Linked DNA regions of Sus scrofa: region 1 is linked to region 2. Evidence: chromatin contacts called from public HiChIP or PLAC-seq data. All regions are on one chromosome and are shown on one strand. Each heading gives the region's core, a stretch centred on a gene start, on an enhancer-like site or on the middle of the called end of the contact. The rest is flanking DNA. Distances are from core to core; before and after follow the strand shown.

The links. HiChIP or PLAC-seq counts read pairs in DNA pulled down with a chosen protein or histone mark.
Region 1: an H3K27ac HiChIP or PLAC-seq map of alveolar macrophages shows a contact between it and region 2. The contact joins the promoter of ZMIZ1 here to the promoter of POLR3A in region 2. A contact is called at or near these places in 2 of 5 promoter capture datasets (fetal skeletal muscle and liver), 8 of 47 Hi-C or Micro-C datasets (embryonic fibroblasts, fetal skeletal muscle, fibroblasts and 3 more) and 2 of 2 datasets of contacts at active chromatin or transcription factors (alveolar macrophages and skeletal muscle).

What each region holds. Positions count from the first base shown.
Region 1 is chr14:81,406,025-81,412,521 of Sscrofa11.1, forward strand. ZMIZ1 (zinc finger MIZ domain-containing protein 1) reads left to right here and starts at 3,043. Exons shown (of 26, transcript XM_013983374.2): 1 at 3,043-6,497.
Region 2 is chr14:80,467,854-80,474,663 of Sscrofa11.1, forward strand. It overlaps POLR3A (DNA-directed RNA polymerase III subunit RPC1), which reads right to left and starts at 3,887. Exons shown (of 31, transcript XM_001929360.6): 1 at 3,665-3,887; 2 at 1-13. The coding sequence starts at 3,708. It overlaps RPS24 (40S ribosomal protein S24), which reads left to right and starts at 6,014. Exons shown (of 6, transcript XR_002338693.1): 1 at 6,014-6,122.

The DNA.
Region 1 (6,497 bases), core at 1,793-4,292, 940 kb after region 2:
GCGTGTGAGTGTGCTTGCCGTGTATACGGGCATATTTGTGAAGGAAAGTGTACGTGTGTGGGTGAGTGTGCGCGTGGAAGGGTGTTTGTAATACTGAGTGTGGGCGCGAATGTGTGTGCCGTTTGTGTAGGAGTTTCCGTGAGAGGGACAGCGGACGTCAGCCAAAGTGGGCGCGCACTTAGATGCTCTTGGGGGTGAGTCTGCCAGGGGAACCCCGCGAGCGGGCGCACCCAACTACGTCTCGTGAGTGCCATCGCTCTCTACCGGCCCTGGCCCAGTGCCCAGCCCTGGGGCAGGTTCCCGCCGCCCCCACCCCACCCACGAATACTGGGACCCGGACGCTCCCCGCCGGTTCTCGGGGAATCCAAGCGCTTTTGGACCGCGCAGGCTGCGGAGCACAGACAGCGCTCACGGCTTCTTCCCAGCGCTCCAGCCTCCGAAAGTTGCCCTTGGTGAGGGGGTGGTCCTCTGCTCGCCCCACCCGCCAGACCCCTGGCTTTAGGAGCAACCCCAAAGCCCCTGCCAGAGGAAGGCTTTGGCAATCTCGTTAGCAACTCGCTTAGCCCCAGTTCGGGTACCTGACAGTTTTCGAGGCCCCGAGCGCTCTCCAGTCTGGGGCGTGCGAGAAAAGGGGGGACATTCCGGTGAGACAGGTGATTTTAGCCCCCTCCTCAATCTGATCCCATCCTAGTTTCAGCATTTCTCTACTGCTCCAAACTTGCTGGAGCAGCTGGGGTGGGGTGGGGGGGGTGGCTGGGGAGTAGTGCAGGGACCGGAGGGGAGAGGAGATGAGTGGGAGTGTGGCAGTGGCAGTGGCGGGGCGGGAGGAGGGGGAGTGGGTGACGCGCGAAGCCCATCGGAGCCATACAGGGAAAAGCTTGGAAAGCTCCCAGACTGAGAAGCTGGGGAGAAAGGGAGCAAAAGAGAGAAAGGAAAGGCGAGAGAAAGAAAGAGAAGCGAAAAGGAAAGAGACAGAGGAAGCGGAGAGAGCGCTAGGCTAGCCGAGCTGAGCGCTGGCGGCGGCGGCAGCGACGGCGGTGGCGCGGCATCCCGTTCCGTCCGTAGTTCCGCACCGGCTTTTGTGGCCGGCCGGCGGCGCGGGGCCCTTTGGAAATAGAATAGCCAATGTAATCTGACACTTCAACTTGCTCGGCTCCGGGCGAGTTGATTCACTTACTCACCCCCTAACGCCGAGTTCCTTTTCACTGTCTGTGGACATTAAAAAAGCGAGCGGCGGCGGGCGCCCGGGAGAGCGAGCGGCCGGGCGGCGGGCAGGCGAGCAGCTACCGGGCAGCCGAGCGAGCAAGCAGCACCGGCGCAGCGCGGTGACCCCAGCCCCGGTGGGCGCGGAGCAGAAGCCGGCGCCGAGCCGATCTCAGCGCCCTCGCAGTTTCTCCCGGCCCGAGCCGGCCCTGCCCGGCAGCGGCGGCGGCGGCAGCGGCGGCAGCGGCGCGTCCTCCAGCGGCGGCAGCGGCGGTCGCAGCTCCCGGTAAGTTTGGGGCCAGACCCGGGCGCCCGCTGGTCCCAGGCCTTCCTCCCGCTCCCTGTGGACTCTCGGGGTGCGAGCGTGGGGCGCTGGGTGCTGGTGCTTTTCCCTTTAAGGGTCCCCCGGGACCTGGCGAGCGGGACGAGTGGCCGACGGCAGTGCTTCGCTGCGATCCCTTCGGCGGCCGGGGGCCAAGGCCCAGGCGCCCCGCTAGTGTCGGGCTGCGCGGAGCCGGCTTAGTCTGCGCATGGGGGCCGGGGCTCTTGGGGTGTACGGGGCGTGAGTGCAGTTGTGCGCGCGCGGACCTGGTGCCCGCCTCCTGCCGGCGCGCCTACAGCCGTGGTTCCGTACACCCGGGGGCCGGGCAGGACCGGGATTCGGGAAGGAAGGAAGGGAGGGAGGGAAGGACGGGAGTAGGATCACCTCGGTCTCCCTCGTCTCCTTTGGGAAGACGCGAAGTTGAATGCCTGTGTGTAGGAGAACCGCCAGGGAAGGCGCCGGATTTCAGGGCGGCAAGGGATGATGGTGTTAAGTTGTGCATCTGAATTTCTAGGGAAAACACACACTTTTGTAAATGGGAGTGGGGGCGCGGTTAAGTTGTTTGTGTGCGAATTGCCGGGCGAGACGCGGCGCTCCGTACTATAGGGGAACGCCAAGGGGTGTGTGTAGGGGCTTCATGTAGGTCTCAGAAGCCCAAGGGGCACCAAGGCCGAAGCCTGGCTGGGGCTGCCCCGGCCAGGAGGGGAGCCCAGGGAGAAGATGTGCGTGTGTGTGTGTGTGCGTGCGCGCGCGTTGCAAATACGAAAGTAATTTCCCCGTGTTCTTTCTTCCTCTCCGTCTCCGCCGGCGGCGGCCCCGGGGGAGTGGGAGGCCGGCCGGGGCGGAGGTTGGGGGGCCGTGCCGGGGCTGGAGCTGGGGTGGTGGGCGGGCTCTGGAAGCTTGTTTCGCATTCCTGTCGTCTGGGCTGGGGAGAAAACAGTGGGGAGCGTGGCCTCGGCGTCTGGGGTGCGGGCAGCGGGTGCGCGTCGCCCCCTCGCTAGGGACATCTGTCCAGGAAGCCAGCCGGGCGAGGAGAGGGCGCGGTGCGGAGGGCAGGCTCCCCGCCCCGGAGCAGCAGGGGCGCGGGCGAGGGGCGGCCGCCTTCCCGGCCATTGTGCGCCAGCAGATTTTCACGGGAGACTGCCTCGGAGCCGCCGGAGAAGGCTGGGAGCCGGCCTCAGCCCCGGGTTTAAAAGACACTCCAGGAATGTAAACAACCCGAGCGGGAGGGTGGCGGGCGGGTGCGCGCTTGGGCAGCCGGCCCGGGCCCCCCACCCCTCCCCGGGGGACAGCCCCGTGGCAGGGCCGCCCAGCCCTAGCCCTCTACCTGCCGCAAACTTTTTCCTCCCTTGCCTTCTCTTCCCACCTCGCTCCTCTAGTGGGGCACAGAGCGAGGGCCTCTCCCTGGGCGGGGGCCGAGGGCGCCTGGCAGCCGGCGCCTGAGCCTGGAGGCCTGGCGGTCCGGCCCCGGCTTGGTGTCCGGAGTCCCGACTGCGCCTGCCTGGGAGCCACAAGCTTCCTGGGCAGGCAGCGCCGGAGTACCTGGGTCTCCAAGAGGCTGCCCGCCTGCCTCCCTCCCGCCTCCCTCCCGCTGCTCCTTCCCCCCGCTCTTCCCCGTCTCCTCCCCCCTGACTGATTTTCCAATGCCCTGACATGAGGGAGGAAGATTTAACTTGGCAGCCCAAACAAATGTTCTCTCAGAGGTCCTCCAAGAAGCTGGCGGCTGGGCTGGCAGAGTGAGGGCACTGCTCGGCCAGCCTTTTCTTCCTCTCAGCTCTGCCATGGCCATTTGTGAGCCCCCTGGGTGGACAGCCCAGGGCATGGGAGAGCAGGGCCCAACCTCACAGATTTAAGAGGGCAGGGGGAAGCTGCCTCTGAAAGCCCCTGGCTTGGCGCTTGGCAGGAGCTGCCTGGAGCTGCTTCCTGGTGCCAAGGGTTTTCTGGAGGATTTTCTTGAGCAACAGTTTGTCTCCCTGGTGCAACTCGGGCAACAGAGCCTGGTAGACCAGAGGGATAACCGGTGCTGTCTCCTCCTCTCTTGTGGGTATGAGGACAGGCTGGTTACACAGGGCAGGGCAGGAGGCCAGAGGCTGTTCCCAGAGGTACCTGGGTTTGCTTATTATTGTTTCTTGAAGGTAGAGATAAAGAGGCAGGCACTGTAGCTGGAGAATGGGCAGCTTGGTGGGTGTTGGTGGGTGATGAATTCTGACTGGTCTTCGCTGGCATTTGTGTTATGGTCCTGGGAGTTTGAAAGTTGCTTTTAGGCTCTCCGGGAAGTTTAAAAGGGGAGCAAGCCCTTAATTTTCTCTCTCCTTGCTGCTTTTCGAGGGGATCCAGAGTAGGGGGGAATTCCTGGCTTCCCACTTGCCTGCTGCCTGGCCCTCGTGCTGCGGTTGGTGAATGCCCCAAGCCTTGTGCTGACCTCTGTCTTCAGGTTGAAGATGTTGAAGCACCAGCATCAAACAAAAGACACATTGAAAGCCGAATCTGCCACAGAGCACGTGTGACTTTGAGGCCAAGGGAATGCGTTTGGAGGGAGATGGTGTTTTCTTCTGAGTTTTATGTTTTCGGTTGGATTTTGTTTTTCCCAAAAGGCCAGAAGCATCTCCTTGTCCCAAGTCATGAGGTTATGCAATGCTGTTTTCACACATAAATCTCAAAACTTTAGACTTCTGAGTTGGTGGCAGTGACGGGGTGGGGGAAGGAGTGGTAGGGAGTTTTCAAGAGTTTTAAATGGTTTTTGGATTGGTGTTTTGAGGCATTCAGGGTATGGCTCACGAAGAAGAGTTGTGAATAAGAAATTGCTGCACTTATGGGGAAGCTTTGATAACTAGTCCTGTCTATGCAAAAAAGGATTGCTGGCTTCTTTAGGGGACAAAATGTCCTGTTTCCCTCCTAAGGAAGGAGAGAGGAGGAGCCTCATTCCTTTCTCAGCCAGGAGCAAAGAAAGGTCCAGAGACTGTGGGGTTTATCTCTCTCTCTCCCTCCCTTCCCCCCACTTCCCCTAACAACTGTAACACAACATTATCTCCATCCCTGGTCCCCAGGGATGTGCCCCAACCTAGGACAAGTGTCCACCATCAATGGAAAATTGCAGAGGGAAGGACCCAGCCAAGAGCTACAAACTTCACTTTTTTCCTGATTGACAGAGATGGGGTGGATAAGGCAGGAAGACTCTTGGAGGCTTGCTGTGTCCCAAGGGTTTTGTCACAAGAGTACCTTTGTGTGAAGCCATGGATACCGAGGTCTCTGGCCTTGGTCAGCATCCAGCAGACAGCCGTGACCCTAGTCTAATGGTGAGGTGTTGCTGTAAGAAGTTCAGGCACCAACAAAATAATTTCTGGAAGCTTCTCTGGGCATTCTATCATGGAACCAGGAAGCAGGGTCTGCCAGATCCCGACTGAGTCCCATACATTTCATTCATAACTTTGTTCCCGAGGGCCCTTGCCTAGCTCCTATCAACGCCTCATCTTTATGAGGTTCCTTAGTTTTTGTGTGGACAACAAAGGCCAGGCTGTTGTAATTACCCTGAACCCTGCTGCAGCCTTGCCTGGTGACTGCTCTGACCTCTCAGCAGGACATGGTGGCCTCCGTCTACGCCCTCCGAGCAGGGAGGGCCTTTTGTCCCTAGAGCTGTACCCTGAGGATAAGGGAAGCAGAGCCTGCGTAGGCTCAGGATCTAGGGGTGATCCTGAAGTTGGACCCTTCCCTGAGGGAAGATGAGGGGAGGCTGAGAAAACCAGTCCCAAGCACAGACTCTGAGGAAAGAGTTCAGAAACCCATCACAATTAGGTGAGTACTTCCTATTACTTGAGGAGCTAGAGGAGAGGTGTCTGAAGGCTGTAGCTGGTTAGCTGCTTTGGGACCAAAGCTTTGCTCAGCTTGGCCTCAGTCTCCACATCTGTAAAATGGGCCCAAGGGCAGAACACCCCCCACCCCCACCCCCACTTAGTTGCTGTGAGGGTGAAGCAGATATGGATATAAGATCCCTGGGCATGTGTCCCCTGAAGGCCTAGCAGGTACAGAATGGATAGAGCACAAAAGGATTGGATTAGAAGTGCTGGAAGCATTTTCCAGAAGCTGCTCTCCCATCCAAGCCTACCTCTTTGGCAGCTTACTGTCCAGCCTTGGCCTGCATGCTCCCCATGCCAGAGCATTCACCATCTCTGGGCAGCTTCTGCCTCAGTGGACAGCTCTAACTGTTGGTGTGCTCTGCCACAGGCTTTCTGGAAACCAGCCCCTCCCGACCCTCACTCTGGGCTTGAGGTGCAGGGGGTCTGCTAGACCACAGACTCATACTTTCCCTAATGATCCCAAGTTCAGTACCAGTGCCCAGGTGGGCTGCACTCCCGTGGGGTGGGAGGACACCCTTCAAAGGGCTGCTTCTAGCCTTTACTGGGAGTGACCTGCGCAGAGCGCGGGAGGCTCTGCCCCCGGGCTCACCATCACCTGTCTTTGTGGACCAGGTTTGCCTCCTGGCATGTTCCTTGGATGGGGTGTGAGGAGAAGGAAGGAAATACATGGCAGGGAGTGGGGTCGGGTCAGGGGTCCGGCGCTGATGCCACAGATACTTCCTGAGAGTCCACAGTGTGAGGACCGTGGCCTGTGAGAGACCCTGCAATGTGTAAGACAGTTCCTGTTCCTTAGGAGCTCACAGTCCAGCAAGGGCAGGAAGATCAGTCCAAATAAATAATTAACCACCACCAGCTGGCTGCCTGCCATGGGGCTCATGATGACAGTAATAACCACAGCCCCTCGCCTTTGTATGGCACTTGGTGGATTTAGAGGCACTCTTCAACTTTGCTCAACTCCAGTAACAGCAGCGGAAGCCACTGCTATTTGGAATCAGCCCCCTTTAGTACAGAAGAAACCCGAGGTTCAGGGTGAGATGACCTGTGACTGAGCCAGGACCAAATCCCAGGCCTTATAGATGCCAGCTGCTGCCTTCCCAGCCCACCAGCCAGGCAGGTAC
Region 2 (6,810 bases), core at 2,637-5,136:
ACAGATGTGGCTTCTAGAAGGGAAAGTGAGAGAACTGTTACATCAAAACTACTTACCAAAAATGGCGATTATGGGAGTTCCTGTCGTGGCTCAGTGGTTAACAAATCAGACTAGGAACCATGAGGTTATGGGTTTGATCCCTGGCCTTGCTCAGTGGGTTAAGGATCCGGCATTGCCATGAGCTGTGGTTGTAGGCTGCAGAGGCGGCTCGGATCCCGCGTTGCTGTGGCTCTGGTGTAGACCGGCGGCTACAGCTCTGATTCAACCCCTAGCCTGGGAACCTCCATATGCCGTGGGAATGGCCCTAAAAAGCCAAAAAAAAAAAAGACAAGAACAAAAATGGCGATTATACACATGACTTGCCATAAGCAACCGTGTTCTTCCAACTCCTTACAGTCTCTGCTCCCTCATTATTAAACATCCCTTCGCCCTGCTGAATTGTTCCCACTTTCACTGTCTAATGAATGATGCTCACCACTCGTGTCTACCTGCTTGCTGTTAAATCCAGTAAGACTTTCTCATTTTACCTCCCTGTAGCATTGATGGCACACCCCTCACCCCCACCACAGCCCCACCTTGAAAGTTTTTTCCTCATGGCTTTATTAACACTGTATATGCCCTGAGTTTTTCACCCCTCTGGTTTTTCCTCCCCCCCCTTTTTTTTTTCTTTTTAGGGCCATATCTGAGGCATATGGACGTTCCCAGACTAGGAGTCAAATCAGAGCTACAGCTGCCAGCCACAGCCACTTCGAATCCAAGCTTCCTCTGCGACCTACACCACAGTTCACGGCAATGCTGGATCATTAACCCACTGAGTGAGGCCAAGGATCAAACTGAACCTGCATCCTCATGGATCCTAGTCGGGTTCATTAACCACTGAGCCACGAAGGGAACTCCCTGGTTGTTCCTCCTTAAGTCTCTTTTGTGCTCTCTTTTACTGCCCTCCCTTAAATTTTGGCTTCTCTCCCTACCTAGAGCTACAGCCTTCATCCTCTTCTCATTCTACATGTCCCTCCTGAGTGATGTTGGGTTCATCTCTACCTGTAGGCCAGCTACTTCCTTCCAGCTGGAGACACTTCTGACACTTATACAGGTACCTCAAACTCAAAATATCTAAAATAGAACCTGGAGTTCCCATCGTGGTGCAGCAGAAATGAATCCAACTAGGAACCATGAGGTTGCCAATTCAACTCCTGGCCTCACTCAGTGGGTTAAGGATCTGATGTTGCCGTGAGCTGTGGTGTACATTGCAGACTCGACTCAGATCCTGGGTTGCTGTGGCTGTGGTGTAGGCCAGCAGCTGTAGCTCTGATTAGACCCCTAGCCTGGGAACTTCCATATGCCTTGGGTGTGGCCCTGAAAAGCAAAAAACAAAACAAAACAAAACAAAAACAAAAACAAAAAACCCCAAATAAAATAAAATAGAACCTAGCACTTGTTCTCCCAAATCAGTTCCTTTGTTAATTTTCCTACCAAACTGGGGGTTTACTATGCACCAGGAGCCCTCCTGAGGGCTGAGGACACAGATTAGATAAGACAGATGAGGTCCCTGCCAACATGGAGCTCAATTTCAGGGATGGCAAGACAGAATAAACAAATAGACATCTAAAAATGAACACATGCAAGTAACAAAAATGATGTTTAGAGGTAGAGGGAGCTGAATTCTGAATAAGAGGGAGCCCAGCCATAATATGATCAAGAAGTCGAGCATTCTAGGTAGAGAATTACTAGGGCAAGGGTTCTAAGGCCAGAACAAGCTTGGCATTTTCAAGGACCCAAACGAATCCAGAATACTAGAGCAAAGAAAGCTAATGGTGGAGTTCCCGTCGTGGCGCAGTGGTTAACGAATCCGACTAGGAACCATGAGGTTGCGGGTTCGGTCCCTGCCCTTGCTCAGTGGGTTAACGATCCGGCATTGCCGTGAGCTGTGGTGTAGGTTGCAGACGCGGCTCGGATCCCAAGTTGCTGTGGCTCTGGCATAGGCTGGCAGCTACAGCTCCGATTCAACCCCTAGCCTGGGAACCTCCATATGCCGCAGGAGCGGCCCAAGAAATAGCAACAATAACAACAACAAAAAAGACAAAAGACCAAAAAAAAAAAAAAAAAAAAAAAGAAAGCTAATGGTACAAGATGAAGTCAGTGAGGTATGCAAGGGCCAGGTCAGGGGGGGCTTGGGAATTTTGGTCGGGAATTCAAATGTTACTACAAGGGAAAGCTGCTGGATGATTTCAGGCTGAAGTATCAGGGATCTAATCCGCATCGCCCCACTCCTCCTTTTTGGCTGCACACACAGCACGTGGAAGTTCCTGGGCCAGGGATCAAAAACCCGCCCCACAATAGCAACCAGAGCCTCAGCAGTTGACAGCTGGGTCCTTAACCTGCTAAGCCATAGAGCAACTCCTAAATCTGTATTTTAACAGAGTCACTTGGGCTGCTTGGTGAGAACAGATATATCTGAATTTGGGCAGGCGCTGGGGTGGATATGGAGGGACGACTTGGGAGAATTCATCCTGCTAAGAAACACTTCTCCCTTTCAGTAAATGGCAACCTACACTTAGCTGCCTAATCAAGAAACTGTGCCAATTTCATTTCTCCCTCACCCATCCCTACCAATCCTGTCAATTTTACACGCTAATCCCCTCGGAACTCCATTGACCCTACCACCCTAGAACAGCCCATCATCATCTTTTGCCTGGGTCCCTGCAGTGGCCTCCAATGCCTTCCTCTTTAACTCAAAAGAGATCTTCCAGAAGGAGAACTGTTTTCAAGACATTTCAACCAAATCCTCTCAAAAATGATTCATTGCCTTCAAGAACACTCTGGAACATGGCTTCACATCTCCTGCTTCTTTTCATCACTACCCTTTCTCCCTCAATTATGTTCTTTGAAGGCTGTTTGGTCTGCTTTCTTCTGCCTGAGCCCCTTTTCTGATTAGTGCTTCCAGAACCCCCATGCCTGCTCTTGTCCTTGCACTCGTCTGACCTCACGTTGACTTAGCTACCTTTTCCAACTAGACTAGGCAATAAGGCCTTACTCATATCTTATCTCTACCGTCTATTACTAGGCCCAGCATACAGTATCTTCCTCATTAAGTGTTTGCTGCAAGAATGATTGATTTACTTCTTTGGAGCTGGAAGTTCTAAAGAAAGGCCATGGCATAATAAATTAGCTCCGAAGACAGCCCAAAAGAGTAGCCTCATTTCCGAGACTGCTATCCATCTGTCTGTGGTACTGTTTTCTAGCTGGCAACTCCACCCTTTTGGTCAGCAATTACTACGGTGTCATGTGTCATGTGCAGCAAAATCAGTCCCTGCCCCAGACTGCTCCCCACGCTGCAACGACGAAAGATTCGCTGAAAGGGGTCGTTTGACCTCGAGAGAACTCGAGCTTCGGTCCGTGGTGCACACACCACATCCCACTCCTCAGCCCAAGCCCAAGGGACCACTCCCGGTCTGCGGTCCGCCAAGTGTTGCAATGCCCTGTAACGATCAATATTCACTGATCCGCCTTGATACTCCAGAGCTGTGCCCACATCATTCACTGATTTCTAGTCCTTCCCTCCCAATTAACCCTCACCACTGAACCTTCGAGACCCAAGACCCCTGACCTCGGGTCCCTCTGGCCCTAATTTCTCCGTCCTTTGAGGGTTTTTGCTCCATCTTACATTTTCTTGGCCACATCCGTCTCTCTGAACTGCTCCTTCACCATGGTGACGGCTGCCGAGGCTCCCTCCTCGAGACTCCGTGAAGCTAGGTTAGAAATACAACGCTCCTCGCCCAGCCGGGGCTACTTTTTGACCGGTTGCTAACACATCCGCTGTATTCTTACGGCCACCGTAGAGCGCCCCACGTGTCCGCCTCCACTTCCTCTACTAGCTTCTGTTTGTCAAGAGAGGCTTCGGACTGGCTGCTTTTTACCTGCTCCCTACACTGCCACCTGGCGGGAACGTCTTGAAAGTGCCCCGAGACCTTCACTGTATTTTCTAAACCCCCTTTCTGGTCCATTTCTCCGGATCATTAACACCTGCAAAGAAACTACAAGATCTTGCCTCAAAACTTTTAGATAACCAGAGAGCCAAAAAATACATACAATGGAACGTCTTATCATCTTACAAACACCAATACCATCTTAATTAAGAGTCTCTATTTAAAGGAAGGTGGAGGCTAAAATGAACAGACCACGGAACAGATGGCTTCTAGACAATCAACAAAGGAAATAAAGAGGGCAGAAAACATGACCACACATGCACCTCCAGTGCACAGAGTTATTTTGAAAAAGAAGAAAAATTAAACCTATATTATTGGTTACAAAAGCAGAAGTAGAAAATCTGTGAGTTTAGTGTGAAAAATGAGCAATGGTGGGCTAGGGAAATAAGATGAAGGGAAAACAGGAGTGAAGATTATTCATGTGTTGAGGAAACAAACTTCTTGCCTCCAGTATGTGACACTCTGTGGGAGGTGATCCTAGTGTGACATCTTAGTGCAAGAGACTAGCAAGAAAACCATTCACTGTAGGACTCAATGCTGCAGAACCTGAAACTTGTATTTGTGAGAAACTCTGAACAGAACCCAATTAAGTGGTTCGACACCTTTGAATTTAAAAAATTTTTAATTAAATTTTTTTTTATTTTTTATTTTTCAGCCATGCCTCTGGCATGCAGAAGTTCCTGGACCAGGGATGGTACCCATGTCACACCAGTGACTCCAGTCACAGCAGTGAAAACACTGGATCCTTAACCTGCTTAGCCAGCAAGGAAATCATCAACACCTTTGCATTTTAAGGATGTTGTCTTTAGACTTTCTGGATCCCCACTAGCAAAACACAAAGGTCAAAGACAAAAGGCAAAGCCAACTAGACTTCCCTAATCTGTTTCAGCAGTTAATTGCTTAATATGTGTTTGAAGTAATGTTGACAACACTATACCAAGGAGATTTGATGAGTGACTTTCATTATCTAGAAGTTAAAAGCAAAAGTTCTGGAAACACAGGGTCCATAGCTGTCTGGGCACTACTGCTTCAAAGTTGTGTATTCTTGGCAAAGTTACTTAGCTTCATTGTATCTTAGTTTTCCCATTTATAAAAGGGACAAGTAATATGTACCCTAATTCTTAAGAGTTGGTGGGAAGATTAAATGGCAAAATGAAGGTGAAAGTAACTAAACTGTAACAGACATAGAGCCATCACTCAAAGAATATTACTCCGAAGAATATAGCAAAGCTACTTCAAAGCCTACACCATGATCTGTTGGTCGGTCTCTCTCTCAAACTGCAGGCTTATGTTTTTTCTTGTTACACGTGTCTTGTAAACAACACTTTTCTGGATCAAGCAGATACTTATTAAAAGCTCACTTTTTGTAGGGACTAAGGTTTTCTGAAAAAAGGCAAATTAGAGTTCTTTATATTTAGTTAGAAAAGCACTAGATAAGTTCAGAAAAATAACAGCAGTAATATTGTGTACTGGTTTTCGCAGTTTCCCTAGCAGTTAAACGAAGAGGTTGTTCGAGAGGCCATCCACAGAATGTCTTCCAGCTTTACCAACCTCTAACGCGGGTGGAACTGATTTAAACTTTAATTCAGTTTATCGGAATTTTGTTTGTTTTTGTCTTTTTAGACATATAGGGGTTCCCAGGCTAAGGGTCTAATCGGAGCTGTTGCCGCAGCCAGAGCAACATGGTTCAGAGCCATATCTGCAACTTACACCACAGCTCAGGTCAACACCCTATACTTAACCCACTGAGTGAGGCCAGGGATCCAACCTGCAACCTCATCCTTCCTAGTCGGATTCGTTTCCGCTGGGCCACCAGGGGAACTCCGGTTTACCGGTATCTTAAGCAGAGAAAAATTCAAGATAATGAAGTTGAATCACGTGCTTGCGTAAACCTGGTTTGCCCAAACTGTTCCCCCTTAGGATTGGCCAGTTCACGCTCCAGGGGTGTGGCAAGAGAGAGGATAAAGGCTAGGTCTTAGGTACTTGCAATCAGGCATTGGCGAGGTCGGCCTCGCGGCCCGGCCACGCCCCCACGTCGGAACCGCCCGGGGTCCTTCCGTGAGCTTTGATATGATTGGCCGGCGAAAAGCATCCTTCTTTTTCTCCCTGGTTGCTTGAAGGCCAGCCGCCATCATGGTGAGTCTCCCCGGGCCCGTGGAGTCATCCACCGCGTATCTGAGGCATCCTCCGTCCTGTGGTCCAGCTGTTAGGGCCCCGGCCGCCCGAAGCTGGGTTGCTCTTCCCTGGCCGTGTCTGATGGAGGGCGGTTGCTCAGGGCCCAGGAGCCGCCGGTGGGGAGTCTCCGGCTACACTGTCGACCCTGACGTCCCGGGCTTCAGAGTCCAGGGCATGGGGACTGCGAGAGTAGTTTCTACGTTTGTCGGCTTCGTGGAGCCTCGTGGATTTGGGTGGGGTGGGGTAAGGAGAGACAACACCGCACTTGGGTTAGGCGGTTTGCTGGTGAAGGCAGTCGAGAGTTGAAGAAGATGCCGTCAGCACCCGAGCCAGTTGGGACGAGTGAAACCCTTTCCACGTGTAAGCTAGGAATTCGTTAGCTGAATGAATCCTTTTGTTTCACGTGGGGGAAATTGAGGCCCCGGGAGGAGCACCTGAAGGCTTACCCTATCATGACGAGTTAGTTCCGTCATTCAAAGGTTTAGCACCTGCTTCTAACCCCCTCCATTTTTTCCTTGACCCTTACTTTATTAATACTGTTTTTTGGCCGCCCCGGCAGCACGTGGAAGTTGTCTGGCCAGGGATCGAACCTGTGCCACAGCAGAGACCTTGAGTTGCTGCAGTGACAAAACCAGATCCTTAACCCGCT